Linked DNA regions of Rattus norvegicus: region 1 is linked to region 2. Evidence: chromatin contacts called from public Hi-C data. All regions are on one chromosome and are shown on one strand. Each heading gives the region's core, a stretch centred on a gene start, on an enhancer-like site or on the middle of the called end of the contact. The rest is flanking DNA. Distances are from core to core; before and after follow the strand shown.

Region 1 (5,918 bases), core at 1,616-4,115, 160 kb before region 2:
CGCAACCCCCTCCATCCAGGTACGTGGAGGTTGTGTCAAACGGATGTATGCCTTTTTGTTTTTCAGTAGTGTATTAGTCAGGGTTCTCTAGAGTCACAGAATGTATGGAATGTCTCTCTATATTAAGGAAATTTATCGGAATGACTTACGGTCTGTAGCCTAACTACCCCCAACAATGGGCAGCTGTGGATGGGAAGTCCAAGGATCTAGCAGTTGCTCAGTCCCAGAGGCTAGTTGTTTCAGCTGGTCTCCTGTAGAAGTCGGTTGCAGTAGATGTGCTGGTAAGTAAGTACAAGCAGGTGAAGAAGAGTGAGTCTTCCTTCTTCCAATGTCCCTATGTGGACCTGTAGCAGAAGATGTGGCCCAGATTAAAGGTGTGTACAACCATGCCTGGATCTGGGACTTGCTTAGTCCGAGGCTGACCTTGAACTCAGATCTCCTTGCCTCAGTCTCCTGGGATTAAAGGTGTGTACCACCTTGCCTGGGCCTAAACTTTTACTATGCCTCACCATCTCCATGTGAAGATCCAGGTCAGAAACTTGTATCTCCCAGCCTCAAGATCTGGATCATAGGTGAGCCTTCTGGTTCTGGATTGTAGTTCACTCCAGCTCTAGGAGTGAAGCCATTACAAATACTGAACTGGGTTGCTGTTGTTTGTACAGGGACAAAAATTAGGCTCAACGTTTTTTATGAATTAGGTTTGTTCTTTGGGCAATTTCATACATGTAATGAATGTCTCCTCACATTCTCTTTCTCCCACCCTGTAAATCCTCCTTTCTTCCCTACAGACCTCTCTCCCATAGGCACACCTTTTTTATTCATTGCCGCCTGGGTTAACTAGCACCTTCTATACGATCATGGCTTGGTAGACTCAAAGTAAACACAGATCGAGGAGCCCGTGCACATGCCATAGAAGGAGCTCAGTTGGGTTGGAGAGATGACTCAGTGGTTAAGAGCACTGACTGCTCTTCCAGTGGTCCTGAGTTCAAGTCTCAGCAACCACATGGTGGCTCACAACCATCTGTAATGGGATCTGATGCCCTCTTCTGGTGTGTCTGAAGACAGCGACAGTGTAATTATATATAGTAAATAATAAATAAGTCTTTAAAAACAAATAAATAAATCTTAAAACCAATTAAAAAAATAAAGGTAACCTTTTTTTTTTTTTAAAAGGAGCTCACTTAATAAAGTGGTTGCCATGGAAATGAGAGGACCCAAACTTTGTTCTCCAGCACCCATAGAAGCAGCCAGAGGTGGGCGTGCATTTATGGGAGGCTGAGACAGACGGCTGTCTCACCGATGAGCCGGATGAGCCCTTCTTCAAAAGATAAGGTGATGGGACACGTCTGCTAATACTGACTCATCACAACTGTCATTAATCGAGGTAACTTACAGGGAAGACGATCCTGACAGAGCATGTGCTCCTCCCTCCAGTTCTCTGGAAAAGCAATAGGGAGATGGGGTTTTGTTAGTTTTTTTGTTGTGAAAATGTTTAAAATGGGAACACTGGGGCCGTCCTGCCCTAAGCACTAAAATCGCTAGAGTATATCCAATTTAAAAAAAAAAAAAATGGAGTCACTTAAACATGTCCTCATCCAGACAAGGGCAGCCTTTTCTGCGTGACTCAGTGATCTGAGTTAGCAACTGCTTCAGGATAGGATACCTTCAGGTGGGATTTGTAACTAATGTCACCTGAGTACACACATACACACACTCCTACCCTGTCACCAAGTGCGATGTCTGGTTCATGGATGCTGACACACGCCACACTGAAGATAATCACCTCACGGGTGGTGGTGTGATTGGATGAGAAAGAGGATGGAAAATGCCACAGAGGGAGGGAGGGGGGAGGGAGGGAAAGAGGGGAAGAAGGAGGGAGGGGAGGAGGGAGGGAGGGTGGGAGGCACTCAGTGGAGAGGACTTGACCCTTTCAGAATGAGCCTTAACTTGGAGACCAGAGGGACGTTTGGTCTGACAACAGGGAGCAGCACTTATGTGGACAGAGTTATTTCCTAAGCAGACAGATCTCAGGCCCTAAGCTCAGAATGGTACTAGGGTTGGCCCAGGCCTCTTGCTGCTCAGGACCTTTAAATTGAGCTACGTTCATGGTTCATGTCGTTGCTGGCAAAGGCCCTTCAGAAAAGGCATGCTCGCCCCACTAACTCCAAGGTTCCTGGCTCTAAGGTAAAAGTTGGCATTAATTTGGGGAGCAAGAATGTAGGAAGAACAAAGAACAAAGAGTATCTTGCAGCCCTGGAAAGACACCAACCTCCCTCCCTTCCACCTCCTTAGTCCCAGGCAGGGTAGGCAGAGGAGGTGGGGGAGGCTCCAGTTTTGCCTGGAATCAATTGTCAAAACTTTCCCCTGCAGCTTGAGACCTGTTCCCCTCTGAGGTGCTCAGCGCGTCGTCAAACCAGTTTTTTACTCGGAAAGACAGATGGCATCAACGTGAAAGATGTCTTCTAAGTCCCATCACCACCTGGGTGAAGGATGTTTGAAAGACGCTACATCCTGCATTGGGGGGCAGGCAGGCAGCCACAGCGAGGCTGTGAGGGTGGTGAGGCTGTGAGGTGACCAGTCCTGCTGGCAGAGCCTCTGGGGATGATGGGGGAGGGGGTCAGAGACACCCCCTGCAGAGCAAATGGAGAAGAGAAACCATCCGTGAGGGGAGGCAGGAGCTCAGAGCCGGCGGCAGTTGGGAACAAGTCTGTTTTTTATGGAGCTCGCAAACCTGAACTCGAATATTAAAAATGCTTTCATCAGTCCCCTTAATCCAGAGAAATTCTTTTGGCTTAGATGGGAGGAAAAGTCGGTCCCTTAAGGGGAAGGCAGGCGGAGAAGAACGTAATGAGGATGTGAGTCAGAGGCTAGAACTGCTGCTGGCAGATGCCTTGGTGAAGGAGGCCAGGCTGAGGGGGACTGCAGACCAGGGATAGCTCTCCTTGCTTTTTATTGATCTCTCTCTTTAGTTATTAAAACGCTGGGCTCTGCTCGGTGGGGGAAAGGTGAGAGAGAGAGAGAGAGCTGGCTCACCTCTTCTTCCTCTGGGGAATAAGGGCCCTCGGTCTCCAAAGCTGTGTTTTTCTTGGGGTTTTGCCTTTTAATAGGGGTTGAAGAAAGTGGTTATAGACATTTGAGGGGAAATAAAGCCTGCGGTTTATTAACTGCCCTGGTTTTAATCAGTGGCGCTTTGAGCAGGGTAACATTAGGGTTGCAACAATGACAGCCCGACACTGGGATTTTTCTGTGCTTTTTAACCCCAAACTGAGGTCTTTCCAATTCTCTGACAAACACATTTCTCTGGCCTGACTTGGGGTCGTGGATCAGGGGAGGCTTTAGGGAGACAGGGTTGTGGGGAGGGAGGGCTTTGTGAGGCCAACAGAGGAGGCAGGGAGGACTGGGGGGAGGATGGAGCTGCCATGGGGATTCTTGTCAGCTGGCAATCCAGCTGCTGAGGAACAAGGCTTTATGGCTGAACCCCTCAGTGAGGCTAATAGGAAGGAAGGAGGAAGTGGGGAGCAGTGGACAGCATTGCTGCAGCTGCTCTGATCCAGGCTGCAGAGCCTCAAGTGCTCACAGATACATCTTCACAGACCATCTCAGGGTGGATGGCCCCCTCTTGCAGACCTTATAAACAACATCATCTCTTCTATCTGGAAAAGCTAAGAAGGAGGCTTTCCAGGGTGACTCAACTTTTCTTTGAAGGGCAAGTTATTTGGCATGGCCACTGTGGACGTTACCACCAGTCACCCAGCAAGGTTAGGCTGGTGTGGAGATGGAGAGAAGGTATCACCATTAGTCACATCTTGATCTCGAACCTCGTGTGTACAGCCGTGGGGCCTCAGAGGAGCGTTCTCTTTAAGAGCATCGCCCTTCAGTTTCAGGGCATTTATCCGTTTAGGGAAAAACATGCTCCGTGCTAACCTGTCTCCTGCTGTGGGACCCAAGGGCTTCTGGAGGACATACTCCTGGGTTCATTGACGTGTTCCCATGGTAACATGTTCTCGGTGGCAGGAAACAAACTATGACTGTTCCTTGTTCTCGGGTTCAAGAGTCACTGACCAATCACATCTTCCCTCAGTGTTCCTAATGGAGACAGGCATGTTACCAAAGGCTCAAGGTCTATGAACCACGCAGATGGCCTGGAGGAATGTGCTAGGTTCTGTCCAGCTGTGTGGCAGAGGACGCTCAGCTATGTCAGTCAGCACCCTGGTTACGGCTGTCAGTAAGCACCTCTGGCTATGGTTCTGTCACCCAGAACCCCTGGCTGAAGCTTCTCTCCTTTCTGGGCCTCTGCTGTGGTCCCATCTGGGGTAGCTCTCTTAGAAGCAAACACACAGCTAACAGTACTAACTGTTTCTGGGGGACTATGCTTGACTCCACTGGGTGGGCTTATAGAAGCCATGCCTTGTTGTCCTCAACCACAGAATGCATACCCAGCTCTGAAGCAATAGATTCTCTTAGGACCATGAGGTCATAGTGGAGGGAGTTGTGGTGACTCAAGGTTATTAGGATGGGTTCTGTTAATGGCCATGTTTTAGGGCAAATTAGCCAAGAATTTTTCATTATGTGTGGGTTAAAACTGGGCCACATGCTCCCAATATATTTATATATCATTCATTTATAAATAACATTCATGTGACACCTTTAATCCCAGTGCTTAGAAGACAGGCATGCAGATCTCTGAGTTCAAAGTCAGTCTACAGAGCAAGTTCCAAGACAGCCAAACTTAGGCAGTGAAGGAGTTGCGAAGCAGAAAGCTGGTGATAATGTAATAGAACAAGGGGGCCATGTTCCAGCCCCAGCAAGCAGCAGGACTTGGCAATTTTGGCCATGTAGCTCTGGCTTTAGAGTCCAGAATAAAAGGAACTACTGGGAAAATTGATGCTGGAGCTAAGAAATTAGCAGCGATTAAGAAGAGACCAGCATCACTGAGGTGAAATCTTCTGGGAAGTGTTTTTCTGAGAACACAAAGGAGCTGTGTTCCAGAGATCGCCAAGGTTGTATCTCATGCTACAGCTGCACTTGGCAATGTGTAAGAGTCACCCAGGTGGTCCTGGTTTTGAGTATGAAGGGGTGGGTCATGAAGAGCAGCTGAGGCTTGGCACTGTGAGAGGCCACGGAAGGCCATTGGTGAAGGTGCAGCCTCAGCTGCAGTGGATGGCCCAGGGCTGAAGGAATCATGCAAAGGAGTTGAGGCTCGGTACCATGAAGAGCGCCTATGAGAGCCTATCGGTGAAGCCTAGTTGCAACTGTACTGGAGATGCTTCTCCTGCCCCGGGCCTACCTGGATGCTGCCATGTTTCCACCTTGATGATAATGGACTGAACCTCTGAACCTGTAAGCCAGCCCCAATGATATATATATATATATATATATATATATATATATATATATATATATATATATATATATATATATAGAGAGAGAGAGAGAGAGAGAGAGAGAGCGCTAGCTAATACCAAAAGGCACCCTACGCACCCAAGAATTCTAAAATGAAAAAGAAAAAAGGTCCTCATACAAAGATGCACACTTAGTGCCCAGCTCTCGGTGTCTAACTCCATGCTCCAGTAAAAAGAACCAGAACTCCTCAGATAAACAACTGATTCTAGAACCAGGCCGAAAGTATATCTGGCAGAGGGACCCCAGTGGCCAAAGTGGGGGAGACTCTGGAGCCAGAAAGTCAGTGAAGTCTGGTATATAGCAGAACACACACAACAGACATCTGAGGGTGACCACGTAAGTCAATTGCCGAACCAAGAAGTGGGCAAGGAGAGACACAATTCATGGGTAAAATCCTGCGGTCATGTTGGAAGTCCACCATCACTGGGGTAGAACATTACCCCCCAGTTAAGCTGGGCTGTGCCCAGTGACTGCCTTTCACAGGGCGAGGGATGAAGGTGGGGAAGGGACCTGGA
Region 2 (5,710 bases), core at 661-3,160:
CCTTTCCCTAGTCCACTGGAACTGTAAAGACCCCCACCGTTCAGCACTCTAACAAGAGTCCAGCCAGGCCTTCATTGCTTTTGGCAAGGTGTCCTGAATTCTGCAGATTAGAGCCGGCAGTATAGATCGGCCGGTTTTATCTGCAGCCTGGAAAACCGCACAGAAAAGGGCCGAGCATGGTAGTTGCGGTACGGGCTGGGCCCTGTCTACCCGCGGAGAGTGTGGGTCAGTGCTCCCGATCATCTCCGGTCTCCGAGCCACAGGTGCCCTGCTCGGGAATCAGCTGGGTCGTGCGTACCGGCCTGGAGTAGCCTGCAGCAGGGGCGCGGGGGCTACAAGTGGGACCCAAGCAGCAGGAGCAGCAGAAAACAGGCAAACGGGGTCCAGGAGCTTCGGGTCGCCCAGTGGCCTCCACTGCCGCTGCTGCTGCTCCTGCGCCCCGGCCCGTGGGGCAAGTCCCCGCGTCCGCCTGCCCCAGCAGCGCCGCCGCCCGGGCGCGCAAGGCCGTCGTCGTCGTCCAGGGGCTGCTCGCCGCCCGCGGCCCCAGCGCGCTGCTCGTCATCATATTCTTCGTCGTAGTAGTCGTCTAGGCCCCCGTCCGAGCCGCTGCTGCCCGGACCGTTGCTCGCATCTGGGCCGAAGCACAGGCGGGCCATGTTCTCCTTGACCGACTCGCAGATGGGCCTCTCCAGCCCATCGCACACACAGTCGTTGAGCAGCGCCGCCTTGGGCACCGCCAGCATGTCCTCGATGACCGCGCGGCACTCGTCGGTGCAGCGGAGACCGTTGAAAAGCTTGCCGCAGTAGGCTAGATAGCGGCCGAGTGCCAGGTTGCAGCGGCTGTCCCGGTCGCAGCGCCGCCGGGCCTCAGTGCAGCCCATGACCGAGCCCGCTCCCGCGCCCGGGCCCACGCTGCTGGTGCGCGGCAGACAGGGCTCGATGGCGCGCTTGGTGGACCTGCAGTGTTCGTCCTGCGCGCAGTCGCAGTCCTCCAGCGCGGGCCCGCGGCGCGTGTGGTTGAGCTGGATGAGCGCCGAGATGCAGTGGCTCGGGCAGCGCCAGCGCGGCGAGAAGGACGCGGCCGAGGAGGGGAAGGCGCCGGCGGGCCCAGGAGCATCAGCTCCGCCGCGCTGTGCGAGCACCGGCGCACACGCCTCGGCGTACTGGCTGTAGGCGTAGCTGCAGTCCGGCTCTCCCTGACACTGCAGCAGCGCCTGCCAGCAGATGAGGCGGCGGCCGTGCGCCAGCCCCGAGCCCCGCGGCGCCGAGCCCAGCAACTGCAGCAGCGCCATCAGGCACAGCAAGGCGCCCGGCAAGCTCCCCGAGCGGGCTCCGCCGCCGCCCAGCAGTGCGGCTAGCATCGCGGGCAGCAGCGGCCGCCGGACGCGGTGCGGAGCGGAAACGAGGCTCGGGTGGCGGCCGCGGGGCCGCTGGAAAAGTTTGTCCGAGTTCCGCGCACTTCTGGCATGGGCGTCCTCATCCATCCATGCCGGCGGCCCCGCGGCTGGTAGAGGCGGGTGTTTGCTCCAGCACCGCGGCCGGGGCTCCCTGAGAGGCGCGGCGACGCAGGTCCGGCTCCGATCGGCGGCTGGAAGCGTTCAGTGCCGTCCCTGGGGGACGCGGCGAGGCTGCAGGAGCGCGCGGCGCCGGGGGTGCATGGTGCAAGGCGCCTGCAGAAGGTCGTGTGGCCGGTGGCTCCTCCGTTCCCGGCTCAGTAGCGCGTAGCAGTTCGCAGCTCTGGCATCCCGCCTTCCCGCGACCAGGACGCTTGGTCCCCTCCCCCTCTACCCGGGCCTGGGCCGCACTCCGGGAAGTTCTGGGAGCCAGGCGCAGGGAGGACCCCGAAACTCGGAGCGTGCGGCTCTGCTCGGAGACCCGGAGCCTGGGGAGCGGATCCGCGGAGCCCGGCTGCCGACTCGCTCGCGGCGGGGCTTTAAATACAAAAGTGGGCCGGGAGCCCCCGTGTGGTGCCGCGGCGCCCCCTCATTATGCATGCATAGAAAAGCAAACAAACAAAAACATTAGCAACGCTCCTCCAGCTTGCCGAGCCCCAGCCCCGCGCGCTCCGGGCTTGCCCGCTTTCTCCTTTCTCCACTCTCGGGCGCCCTTTGCTCGGCCCCTTTCCCCGGCTTTGCGCGCCGCTATTGGTCCAGCCTGTTGTTGTTGAAACTTTTTTTTTTTTTTTTTTTTTTTTTTTTTTTTTTTTACGAGCCGCTGGAGTGGGGTTGCAGAGTGGGGGAGGGCGGTGGGCAGCTCACATTCAGGCATTCAGGGCTTGAAAGGAACGGCTTAGGGAGCCTGACACAGGCCCAGCTCCTCCCACTCTTCAGGAGGCTGGGATACCGAACCCCAGCTCGCGCACAGAGCCAGCGGGCAGGGCTTAGGGCCAGCTGCCTGCATCCGGCTCAGCCACCGGCCTTTTTGTTCGCTTCCCCCGCCCCCTTTTTGTTTGGGTGGGGAGGGGGACACTTTTATTAATTCTTACTGATCCCCCATCTTTGCATCCGAGAGAATCCGAAAGTCACTTTAATTTTCAGGCTCCTCATCTCTGAGTTCTGATCACCTCGGGGGGTATAGCGAAGGCAGGGAGTCTTGAGAATTCAATGTGAGACTTTAGAAACTTAGATACCAATTGCGCGCGCGGGCACACGCGGGCATTCTCTCTCTCTCTCTCTCTCTCTCTCTCTCTCTCACACACACACACACACACACACACACACACAGCCACCACCACAAGAAGGACACTTTCGGTCCCCCTTTCCAGCAGGTAAGGACCTGACACTGGGCATCGTTTTCAAACTAAGAAATCCAAAGAACTGAAACCATTTCTTAACTCACGATTTATTGTAATACGAACGGCAATGACAAATCATGGCATTAAAAACTCTGGGAATGTTGAGCGCTACCACCTGGCTGCAGTCACAGCACAGAGGACGGGGATAAACTGACCCGCTACATGCTGTAAACTGCACGTCTCAGTTCCTCACTGTGTTTAAAGCAAAAGCCACCGGTGGAGCAGGCTTTGCAGCCTGAGCAGGACTCTCAAAAGATACCTTAACTGTGGCTCAATGCAGCTTTTGGCCACTAGAGGCACCGCGAGTCTGTGGCCTGTCAAAAACTGGCGCTTTTCCCTCCCCTTTCCGTGGTGAGACTATCAACTCGGTCTGTCACAGATTTTAAGGCCAAATCGCTGCTGAAGCAAAGGGAGCCCCAGTTGCAGTGAGTTCAGAAAGTGGACTGTCCACCTCTCCAAAGAGTTAAGAGAGTTTGTAAGGGCGAAAGTGAGGGCCAGACGGATTAACCTGGCTCTTGGAAAAGCTGGCCGCCCAGGCTGAGGAAACGGTGCCTCTGCAGCCCCCTCAAACCATGAGAGAGACAGACTGAGCAGTGAGGAGCCACTTTGTTCCTACCCTAACCCTAATCCCAAGTTTAGTCTTAGAAAACAAACGCAAATGTATCCTTAAGAACTAGCCAGACGTGGGGCAGCAAGCCTGTTTATCCCAGGCAGAAGCGAGAGGCTCACTGCAAGTTCAAGGCCAGCTAGTTCCATCTAGCGAGAGTTTCGGGGCTCTTGCTTTAAGGTCAGATTGCACATTTGCTAAGGTCCGTTTTATCAGTAACAATCCGTGATTCCCAAGCTCCTAAGAGGGCCAGCCCTGGGATGTGTTTTCAAGTTTGTGTATGTTCTGGCGTCCTTAGATCATCTCAAAACACCCTGCTGGAGAATCATCTGGAGACCTTGTGTGCATATTGGGATTCCTAGCTCCGGGGGAGGGGGCGTGGCAGTGGTGGTTACTGATGCTGCGTAGCTGCTTACTGGGGACAATGTTCTGACTGTCACATGATTCCATCTTAGCCTAGGTACAGGTCTCAGTGGGAGTTAAGGGAGGCTAAGAGCTCTGCTCACCCTGAACATGTCTGCAAACGCCTGGCCTTGACGTGCAAGGCGAGAGGAGCAGGTAGCCACAACAGGCTGTGTATATCTTCCTACCTCCACACATAGACTTTTCTGGGTCCTGAGCTTTCATTCATTAAGAACACCATGTCTATGAATTCTTCTTTCCCGCCCTCCTTCCCTCCTTCCTTCCCTCTCTCCCTCCCTCCCTCCCTCCCTTGCTCCTCCTCCCCTCTCCTCTTATTGACTTCTCCCTCCTAAAGTCCCACTTGGCATTTTACTCCCCAGGGACACCAAGGACAGGCTCACTTTTCCCACTGGTGGTGTCTCAGCCAGCCTGTTGATGGAACAGCCTCCTAAGGCCTGACAGTCTACTTCCTCAGCACGCTGTGTTGGCTTTTATCGTAGGTATTTGTTTTTTAAATGTGTTTTGCCTGCTTGTATGTTTTGCGGTTCACGTACCTGCAGTACCTGCGGAGGCCAGAAGAGGGCTTCATACGCCCTGGAACTGGAGTCAGGGACTGTGGTGAGCTGGAATGTGGGTGCTGGGCACTGAACTGAGTCTTGTACAAGAGCAACCAAGCAGCAGGTGTTCTCAACGGCTAAGCTCAAACCTATTTTGTGTCTGTAGTGAGCTCGTGTGTGTGCGTGTGCGTGCGTGCGTGCGTATTAGAATAAGAAAGAGAATGGTCCCCATAGGTTCATATATTTGAAAGGTAGCTCCCTAGACCGAGGAACCATTTTGGAAAGGATTAAGAGACGTTGCCTGTCACCGGGAATGGACACTGAGGTTTCGAAAGTTCCCACCAGGTCCGGTCTTGCCCTCTGCAACCTGGTTGTTGTTTCAACTGTAAGCTTTCAGCCACTGACCTGGGCACCACGCTGGGCTGTCTGCTGCTGTAGCCTGCACAGTGGTGGCCATAGACTCACCATCTGAAACTGTAACCCCTCAAAGAATGCTGTCTTTTATAAGTTGCCTTGGACATGTGAGGTGGAAGTTTCTCCCTGTGTCATGTGACGCAGACTCTCCTGGTGTTTTGCCGAGGCTAGACCCGGGGAGGACACGTGATGTGTGGAGGGAGCACGAACGGGACTCGATGGACAGTGATGGAGGCTTGCATAGCTAGCCTTGCAATGCCTGGTTGGTCCTGCATCTCTGTGGATCTTCACTTTGCTGGGAGAGGCGTGGCAGAGAACTTCTCCAGGGGTCCTGGCTGTTTCTGCCGGGCCTTGTGCTAATTCATTGGAGGCCTGGCTGTTTCTACTGCTGATTTGTGTTTGGTGTCCTGACACTACCAAACTGGACTGCTGGTATCCTAACCACAGAGACTGGAATCCCCCCCCACCCCCCCAAAAAAGCTGCTTCTAAACAGGTCCACCTCCCCTTGTCCTGTTGACCATCTTTTCTCCCCTAACTTTGGATGATGGGCTAGAAGGGGGTGGGGGGACTGAAGGGTTTGAAAACCCTTATTAAAAGTAAGTTCTTTTAGAAAAATCTAAACCTTCAGACATGGTATCTCTTCACAGCAATAGAAAAACATCTACGGCAGTGGCTGTATCTGCACTTGTATGCACATGCTTGTGGAGGCCTCGGGTTGTCGGCTGAAATCATTCGCATTGACTCTCCCACCTTATTCCCTGAGGCAGGGTCTCTCAATCAAACTCGGAGCTTGAAGATACCTTGGTAGCTAGCTTTCCCAGAGGATTCCTGCCATGTCTTAGTTAATATTTTATTGCCGAGATGAAACACCCCAACCAAGGCAACTTATAAAAGGAAGCATTTGATGGGGGCCTTCCTTAGAGTTTCAGAGAACC

What was found. A called contact is a pair of places that touch in the nucleus more often than the background predicts.
Region 1: a Hi-C map of the Rat2 cell line shows a contact between it and region 2, with 4 times the contacts expected there. The contact joins the enhancer-like site here to the promoter of Gas1 in region 2. A contact is called at or near these places in 2 of 12 Hi-C or Micro-C datasets (the Rat2 cell line and psoas muscle) and 1 of 1 datasets of contacts at active chromatin or transcription factors (oligodendrocytes).

Annotation. Positions count from the first base shown.
Region 1 is chr17:4,641,213-4,647,130 of GRCr8, reverse strand. LOC102553430 (a long non-coding RNA gene) reads left to right here. Exons shown (of 3, transcript XR_360697.4): 2 at 1,174-1,384; 3 at 2,371-2,772. Among named protein-coding and RNA genes, the nearest start is that of Gas1, 160 kb to the right of the region's middle. Within about 2 kb of position 2,865, at least 19 of the 93 cell types and tissues checked have an H3K27ac peak or open chromatin away from gene starts, as enhancers often do.
Region 2 is chr17:4,483,916-4,489,625 of GRCr8, reverse strand. It overlaps Gas1 (growth arrest-specific 1), which reads right to left and starts at 1,910. Exons shown (of 1, transcript NM_001400814.1): 1 at 1-1,910. The coding sequence starts at 1,484. The coding sequence ends at 333.